Linked DNA regions of Zea mays: region 1 is linked to region 2. Evidence: chromatin contacts called from public Hi-C data. All regions are on one chromosome and are shown on one strand. Each heading gives the region's core, a stretch centred on a gene start, on an enhancer-like site or on the middle of the called end of the contact. The rest is flanking DNA. Distances are from core to core; before and after follow the strand shown.

Region 1 (4,658 bases), core at 130-2,629, 640 kb before region 2:
AGGGACTAAAGATTAGTCGCTAGAAACCAAGCACCCCCTAATAAATTTATCTCGTCGTTTAGTCTTTATCTATGTAATTAGTTTTATAATCAAACTATATTTAAGACCCCTCCTAATTTATAATTGTTTGACTTTTTCAATCCTAACTTTGACCACTCATTTTATTAAAAATTTTGTGAAAAAACAAAAAGTCATTGTGGATTTGTTTATTATCAAATATACTTTACATATGACTTCATTTTTTCATGATTCTTTAATTAGACGAGGTTGTCAAAGTTGAGGTTGAAAAAAAATCAAACGAATTGTATTTAAAATAGAGGAAGTATTCATGATTGACACTCAAACATCCCATATTACATGAACTAAATTTTAAGAGAGTGTTTGATTCTCCTGACTAAAGTTTAGTTCGTATGAAATCAAATATTTAAATATTAATTATGAATATTAGATATGAGCTTAATTATGTTTAATAAATTCATCTCGTTGTTTATTCTCCATCTACGTAATTAGTTTTATAATTAAACTATATTTAATACTCGCAATTATTATTTAAATATTTTACTATGTAACATAGACTAAACTTGATTTGATAGACCAAACACAATATGAAATACACCCGATTAAGGCCATGTTCGGTTTCTTTAGTCTAGAGACTAAAATTTAGTTAGGGGACTAAAGTTGTCCCTAGCATGTTTGGTTCTAGTGACTAAAATTAGTAAAAATATACTAAATGACTCATAAGGAGACTAAAATGGTCTTTAACATTCTCGTGCTATTAGTATAATTGAACTAAATGAGGGACAAATGTGGAATTAATATGGTTTAGTCCCTTTTAGCCACATCTTGAGGGACTAGGGACTAAAGTAGTTTAGTCCCTATTTTAATCCTACCGTTTGGTAATTTAGGAACTAAGGCTCCGTTTGGTTTGGGGTGACTAAAGTTTAGTGACTAAAGTTTAGTCACTTTTAGTCCCTAAATAAGTAAACATGGTGACTAAAGTGTAGTGACTAAACTTTAGTTCTTTAGTCACCAAGGGGTGACTAAAAGGGCTAAAATAATATTTTTACCTTATTTGCCCTCTCCACTTTCTTCTTATAGCAAATATTCATTAATTAATAAGAGTAAAACAGTCATTATTCATAGCAATTAATGCTCTTTAGTCCAGTTTAGTCATTGGAATCAAACGTGGTACTTTAGCGACTAAACTTTGGTCACTAAAATTTAGTCTAGTGACTAAAGAAACTAAACAGAGCCTAAATTAGACTAAAATATAGGGACTAATCTTTAGTCCTTCGAACCAAACGCGGTCTACTCTCCTTTGGACCGAGGTACCTTCGTCATATACACGCGGGCTGTGAGGGTAGATATGTGGACATCCACATGGCGTCCGCCCAACCCTCCAAACCAAGGCGGCCAAGCCCCTTCCATTTGCCAGGCGGCCACACCATCTGATCCCCAATTCGTTTCCACCTATCGAGCCAAGGTGCGACGACGGCGGTCGCAGCGTCCCCTCCCTCCCTCCGTACCGCTGCCGCCGGTGAGTATCGCGCCGAGATCTCTCCCTTTTCTGTGATTCGAGCGATTACTCTACAGTGGTTGCGCCCCTGCTCCGCTTTGCTTCAGACGAGCAGATTGGGCCGAGCACCTCCCCGGCAAGCAGCGGCGCTGTCGCCGGCGCCAAGTCCGGGGCCGCCGCGCCGTGGGGCTCGCTGAAACGGGCAAACTTTCTGCCTCCATTTGCCCGTTTCTCGTTCCTTGTTGCTTGAGCCGTTAACAAAATTAAAGGTCCAGTTTAGGCACGGCGATGTGTGTGCTTCCTAACCTGGAAGCAGACCTTATGAAGTATATATGATCCTTGTGTCCTTTCTTAACTTCCATGCGTGCATGCGTAGTCTGATTCTTAGTGCGCCAAATGTGATTCGTCTGTTCCATCCGGTGACTTGCTGAGCGGAGTCTGATTGTGGACCGTTGGATAGATTTGTTTCCAATTGGAGTGTATCAAGTTTTGCTCTGTAGATAAGATGATGTAGAAAAATTTAGGGGCCTATGCCCCATGCCCAATGCTGCAACGATCAGGTCAGGTGTTGTTAGGCTACCTGTGCATTGGAAGGAGGAAGTTACAGAGGTAGAATGTGATTTACACAAATGAGCATGGATGACATCCAGCAAGCCTTTTTTGCATAAGATGTCCATTGGTGCTATTATTTTTATACTGTACTCCCTCTATTCCAAATTATAAGATGTTTTTTTGGCTTTTCTAGACACATAACTCTTGCAATGCACTAAAAGGTGAGAGCAGCTTCAGTGTTGGTGAAAATCGAATCATGGAAAGAGCAAATAGAACCGTAAACACTAGAGGAAGCGAACCATACCTGTCAGAGACAAACCGAACCTCACAGATGCGCCAAATCGAGAGAGTCCAATAATATTAATTGTGCAGGTGTTGCCTCTGCCACCCCTGTTGATCTGATCGTGCGAGTTGTCGTAGAGATATTTTTTCTGCTCACATGGCCCCCCACAAACCTATGTCCATGCTGGAGCTGTCGAACCAAACTTCTTCTGAATCACTTAAGTTGAGGTGTTTTTTTTTTGGAAAAAAATGAAACACCACAATATATTTCACAGCATACTTCATTTTGTAATTTGAGGTTTTTTTTGGAAAAAACGAAACATCGCAACACTACACTGCAGACTTTTAAAAAACTCAGTTTTGTGTATAAGCTTCATAATTTCTTTGTATTTGTTACAAGGTCAACCACTTATCAGCACTTGCTAATAGTTCAAGCAATGCATAGGCTGTAGCAATAGTGGATTGTTGAATGATGTATGATAGGCTTGTTAGAAGAATTTCCTAATGTATATCTTGTTATTTAAGAATTTTTAGTTGGATAGAAATCTTTTCGTTCACAAAATGGATGTACCTTTGTTATACATGTCGAATTTTGTTGACATGTTGGAAATGTTGTTTCTTAATTATAGTACTCAAGTGAAAACCAACAGCAATGAAGGTTTGAAACAAACTGTCAGTATTACCTTATAAAGGTATGTCATTGGCATGCACAGTTTTTCTAGAGAACTTCTTGGGTCTCTGTTCCTTTTGGGCTGCCTTTGAATGATTTTGGTGTAGCTATACAATCTGGCTGTAGGTGAATTATGCAGTAGTTAGGTGAGTTTAAGTCAACTGCACAATCTTTCTTTTACTCCTAAAAGTCTTGTAACAAGGATGCACTGGTAGCTGGTAAGTGATATTGTCCTATGGAGTAGACCATTATTTTCAGCTGTATCTAACTCATATTTGAAGCTAACCAAGAGGCTAAGACTTCTTTAACTATTTTCTTCTTGTATGTGGTTTGAATGCTTTCCGCTTGCTTATGTTCAGTTTTCTTTAAATGGCATGAGAAAAAACGTGGCCCCATATCTTAGCCTGTTGTGTTATATAGTTTGATTATTACCATTACATTGTTCATTAAGTTAATATGTCTGCAAAGAGCACAATGTTTCTTTTGTACTATGTTTGGTCGAGTATCCTGTGCAGTCATGCTTTAATTTTAGTAAAACTTGCTAAGCGCTGAGCAGCGAAACTTGGCTATTTTTAGTTCCTTCGCTTGTTCCAGCAGTTGTTTATCTAGCCTAGCCAAGCAATGTGTTGGTTGGTTATATCTGAAGAGATTGCTTTGAGTAATTGTTTCAGTTATCCATTCTATGATTTCAAAACAAAAGAAGCAAACAACTAGTGCCCCTAACATGTTTGCATCAGCCTCTCCTCATGTAGGCTAGTTGTTCCCTGCCTAGCAACACGAGGTGAGCGATAGATTCAAATGACCCTTATGATTGTCACTCTGTGCTGATATCTGACTACTTGGATGTTTGGTATTCGTATCTCCTAAAGAATTTTTTCTGTTGTGTCTTTGCTTTCCTATGCCTGTATGTTTGTGATCTCTGAATAGTTATTTCTTTGTCTTGGCCTTTTTGAATGAGGGTGGTTTAGAGTAAAAGCACTAGCTAGCTGTGTGCATTCTTGTATTTGTATGACACTGTCGTTTGCCTACTTTTTTTTCTGAAAAATGTTAATATTTCAAATGATCTCATTGCTACACACTCCCTTTGGTAGCAATATACAGTGATATGTGTTTGATCTTCCACCAACTTACACATGTCCATGCATCTTTCTAAGTTCTTATAGCCTTCTGTCTCCCCTCTTTCTAGAATGCCAACATCAGCTATACAATGTATTTTTCTTATTATTGTCGTTGTTCTCTGTGGAAGCTCTGATACATGGTTCACTTGTGCTTCAGGTCTACCAAACGGTGAAATATTTACGTAAGCGAATCAGGGTCTTGAAGATAGCTTCCAGATATGTGGGGTTTTGCATCAAATGCTTGGGCATCCGGGCTGGGGAAGAGGAGTCCCCCAAATTGCACCTCTTCGAGTGCTGCTTGTTCCGATGACGAAGCATCCTCGTGCACGAGCAGGGAAGAAGGCCTGGAATGCCCAATATGTTGGGAGTCTTTCAATATAGTGGAGAATGTGCCTTACGTGCTATGGTGCGGCCACACCCTTTGCAAGAACTGCGTCCTAGGACTTCAATGGGCCGTCATCAAAGTTCCAACTGTGCCGATGCAGCTACCCTTCTTCGTTTGCTGTCCCTGGTGCAACCT
Region 2 (4,779 bases), core at 1,939-4,438:
TGGATTGTCTTACAGTCCCATGTGGGGTTTACCCTGAAAAATGGTGAAAATCTACCCATTTTTTCGGCGTTTCTTGTTTAAGCATTATATTTAACTAGGTTTAATTGGAAATTTGTTTGCTTTCATCTAGTGCATAAACTGGTGCAAAGCGCAAACAGCTGGTCTATACTTTTTGCTAAATCTCAATGGAATGCTTATTTTGTGCAGCTCATCATGTTTAAGCGGCGAATCCCATGTTTGGACTCTTACCTAGACAAAGTCAGTTCTGAATCCATTCTTAGCTCCTTACGTGAGTCTTTCATCTGCTCCATTTCCATTATTTGAATGACTGAGCTCAATTTATGGACATTGGACAGGTTAATATGTCACTCTGGCCTCGCTTCAAGATGGTGTTCGACTTGCATTTGAACAGCTTGCGAAATGCAAATATTAAAACACTTTGGGAGGATGATGTCCATCCACACTATGTTACAAGGAGATATGCTGAATTTACAGCTTCTCTAGTTCATCTCAATGTTGAGCATGGGGACGGTCAGGTTAGTTGATCACATGAACAGAATTGTTTACTGTTTTCTGAATTTCTTTCAACCATATTGCATGGCATGAGTAAACACTTTCTGTACCTCATGGAAATCAAAATATTTGGCTTCTATGTGCAGCTTGATCTAAATTTGGAGCGATTGCGGATGGCCATTGAGGATTTGCTTGTTAAGTTGGCCAAGATGTTTTCCAAACCGAAGCTACAAACTGTCTTTCTGATAAACAACTATGATTTAACAATTTCCATTTTGAAGGTAGGAATTCTTTAGCTGACCTTAAATGGCAACCTTTTCTGTTATAGTAACTTGTTCCTGCACGTCAAGAATTTATAAAGTAATACTACATTTGCCTTATTCAAATTTAATCTTATCATCAACATAAAGGAAGCTGGAACTGAGGGTGGGAAAGCACAACAACACTTCGAGGAGGTTCTTAAGAGCAACATCGCAATATATGTGGTATGCAGTTTTAAAGCTTGAACATCTGTATGGTAAAATACCACTCGCTGCATTTATTTAGCTTGCTGGTGGAACTTTTATAGCTGAAACAAATAAATACATAAGTCTAGTTGGGGTCTTAGAGTATCTCCAAGAGATTATTTAGTTTTGACTCTCTATTTAACTCAGTATTTATCTCTTCATAAAGATTAAACTCTATATATAACATTTCATTCCAACAGATTCTCCAACATGCAAATTAGCTTGGCTAACGAGAATTGCTAGCCAAATTTAGCTAGTAAAGGAGTCAATTTAGAGAGCCGAATAATTTGACAAGTTAAATGGCTAGTCTGTTGGAGAGCTATTTTGTTATTAAGTAGCTAAAATTTAGCTTGACAAACTATTTAACTAGTGTATTGGAGATGCTCTTAGTTCCTTATATGACTGCCAAGGCTGTGACAGAATGAAGTATGGCAAATTTATACATAGTAAAGTAGGACAAGCCCTTTGGCTGCTATTACCTTGTGGCAACACATAAAAAAAAATCATGTGTTTAATGTTAATGACATTAGTGGTGGCTGAAGTTAGGTGTCGTTTGGTTCACATATTTGTAACGTAATGGATAACTGATAACGTTAAATCATTTTTGTTTTACTCTAACTGTAATCAGATAACATACTAAAAATTGATACCGGAGTAACCGGACTATTCAAACTTGTTACCGCCAGTAATCGAGTGCAAACCATTACCATTACCATTTACGTTACATTTCGTAAACCAAACAGCACCTTAGTTTCTGTTCAAGGTGTTCAAGGACTTCTGTGACGTTCATTAATACACTAGCGTTTTCTAAAAAACTCTACTGAAGTTTCTTGATGCATTGCATGTATCATTCTGCAGGAAGAGTTGCTCCTGGAGCAGTTCAGTAGTTTGATCAGATTCGTCAAATCTCGTCCAGGTAAGTTGAGATCTCATGGCAACTGTATGCCCTTTTTCTTTCTTACTTTTGAATCACATTTCATACTTGACCTTTATCAGCGGATGAGACGGCTGCAAATTCCGAGAAAGCCAGCATTGCCGAAGTTGAGCCACTGGTAAAGGATTTCGCGAGCCGGTATAAGGCCGCGATCGAGCTGATGCACTATGATGTGATCACATCTTTCAGCAACTTTCTTTGCGGGATGGAGATCTTGAGAGCGACGCTCGCACAGCTCCTGCTATACTACACCAGGCTCTCCGAGTGTGTCAAGAGAATCAACGGCGGCTCTGCTCTCAACAAGGACCTTGTCTCCATATCCTCCATCCTGTTCGAAATCAAGAAGTATTCTAGGACGTTTTAGTTGTTTCACCCCCTTCCATGTACACTAGGACGGCTAGCTGAGGGGTAGCTGTGTATCCTTACTTTGTAACTGGTATGTGCGACTGCAGGGGAAACAAGGGCATTTTGTCGTGGTTTGTATCTTCGTCTGTGTTACCCGACTTGACCCCTGCCCCTTTCCAGCACAGAACTATGATCTCTAGGCTGTCTCCACAGTTATCCTATTCTATCTTCTGTCCTATCATCTATTTTAAACTTCATTTTGTAAACAGTATCGATTATAGTGCAAATCTACAATTTTATACGATCCGCTGTGGATAACCATATGCTGCATACTAATGAATGCGTACCAAACGCTTGCCTTAATGTTATTTTTATGACTGGCAATTTTCTAGTGTTTATAGCTTCTATGTTTCTGATCTGCGTAATTTAGTTCAAAGCATCTCAGCATTTTGAAAGCAATCACATCTTACACTAGGGTGGTATTCAATGTGAATGTTAAATTTCATATTGCTAGAAGATTCATGGGAATATTTGAAGAAATAAATAAAGATTATGCGATGACAGATATTTGTTGGAAAATATTCATGAGTAGCAAACGTAACGTTTGCTGTTTGCAACCCGAGGCAGCAACTACTGAGTAACTGAATAGCATTATGCCATGCCGATGCGTGTTTTTTTCGAAAACGAAAAAGGAAAACCATTATGCGTTTCCGAGTATCGAGCGTCTCCTTGACGCGGGCGCCCGGGGCCATCTCCACCGTCAGTGGCGAGATCGGACGGCCTGCTGGAGGTGTTGGGCCCATCCGTCCCCGGGTACTGGGACCACCCGATCCCTCTTCAATACAAAACCAGCCGCAGTTCTCCATTTTCGAGCGCAGAAGCGAGAGAGATCCGGAGCAGCCGCAGTCCCACCGACCCCGCCGCCGGTCGCCCTCCATCTCCTCGCCGCTGCCTCTCGGTAAGGCCCTTTCCTTTGCCCGCTCAACCCTCGGTTCGTTGTCTCGCTTCCATGTCCTGATTTGCGCCGTAAGCGCCCGAATCTAGCCGCAAGGTTGAGATCCGCGTCCATTTCTGGCTTCCGAGCGTCCGCTGCTTGTCGGTAGACGCGGATCTGTTGAATTTTGTGACTCACCGTCGTCGATCCGCAGGGTATCCCCTCCCTAGGGACCGTGAATGCGGCTGTTGCGGCTGTACGCATTAGATTCTTCGGAGTATGTTGCGGCTTAGATTCTCCAGAGAAAGATGAAGATCTGTTGTGCATTGCGGTCTTCGGTGGTTGATCCGTCGATTTTTTTCGTTTCATGTTGTGTCTAGGTTAGACCTAATTGTTTAGGTAACCTCGTATCACTGGTTGCGTATCACTGGCTCCTTGTATGGTTTATTCGATAACCGGAACGTCAACCGTAAAATTTTGGAACTATAATGTGGAACGAGGTTCCTGAAACAGCCAACTAGTAAATATTCCTGTATAGAAAAAAATAATTCAATGCAACGTGAGCACATGATTAACTGTTTGTTCATGTAATATGAGCACATGGTTAGCGATCCCTTTGTCTTAGTGCTTTGCCAGTCCTCTGACCTCTGCTCCTCCAATATCCTCGTGGTGCTCCGCTTCCGCGAAGGTACATGCCCCTTGCTTGTGCAGGATGATGGTTTATCCGACATCCTACTCGAGTGAGGGCTGTGTCCCAACCATGGTTCCATACGATGTTCCATATGGTCCCATTCCCGATCGGGCCATGGAACCCCACATGGTTCCACATTCCCGGTTTCATAGAATTGTACAAGGACCTGTCATATATGACTAGGCAGATGTTCTTTTGAACTTTGTTACTTGGCAGAGTTAAACCGAAGATGCTTTATTTTCCTTGATTGTTCTATCAATCTGTTTAGTTTTACATTTGTTGGTGCATCAGTTTTCTGCACAAACATGCAACATAGAAGGAAATCAGTGTCTATCACTCTATCTGAGTATCTGAGTAAAAGTATATCTGGAAGATCGGTTCGTTACATCCTTAATAAGATCGTTACCAAGATTCCATGACAGATCGAGATATGTTTTGATGTTTTCATCTGTTTGTAGTTACAGTACCTAATAAAGTTTAATAGAGTTGATCCTGTCAAACTATATCTTCTCTGTTTTACTTTGTTCTTGGAGAATTATATCCTTACCAAGTGTTGGTGGCAGATCGAAACATACTTTAGTATTTTAAAAATTATTTGTGGTACTTGAAATTAAATTGATTTGCATTGTCTCTCTTGTACCTTTATACAATGTGTCGAAGTAATGCTTGATACCTGATTAGATCTTTGTACAGTTTCTCTTTTCAATAATCAAGATGAGCCGTGGTGGTAGTGCCGGTGGTGGTCAAAGTTCTCTGGGTTATCTCTTTGGAAGCGGTGAGCCCCCCAAACCAGCAGTGGCACCAGCTGCAAGTGCTCCACCTGTTGAGAAACCATCTGCTGCAAAGACTGATGCGG

Evidence for each region. A called contact is a pair of places that touch in the nucleus more often than the background predicts.
Region 1: a contact with region 2 is called in a Hi-C map of endosperm, with 2.8 times the contacts expected there. The contact joins the promoter of LOC100285712 here to the promoter of LOC100193571 in region 2. A contact is called at or near these places in 3 of 25 Hi-C or Micro-C datasets (bundle sheath, endosperm and leaf).

What each region holds. Positions count from the first base shown.
Region 1 is chr9:129,736,801-129,741,458 of Zm-B73-REFERENCE-NAM-5.0, reverse strand. LOC100285712 (RING zinc finger protein-like) reads left to right here and starts at 1,379. Exons shown (of 2, transcript NM_001158603.2): 1 at 1,379-1,537; 2 at 4,296-4,658. The coding sequence starts at 4,357.
Region 2 is chr9:129,095,616-129,100,394 of Zm-B73-REFERENCE-NAM-5.0, reverse strand. LOC100193571 reads left to right here and starts at 3,188. Exons shown (of 3, transcript NM_001138680.1): 1 at 3,188-3,256; 2 at 4,605-4,779. The coding sequence starts at 4,638. LOC103639049 (vacuolar protein sorting-associated protein 52 A) reads left to right here. Exons shown (of 20, transcript NM_001358890.1): 15 at 208-258; 16 at 357-536; 17 at 660-794; 18 at 924-998; 19 at 1,878-1,935; 20 at 2,016-2,598. The coding sequence ends at 2,317.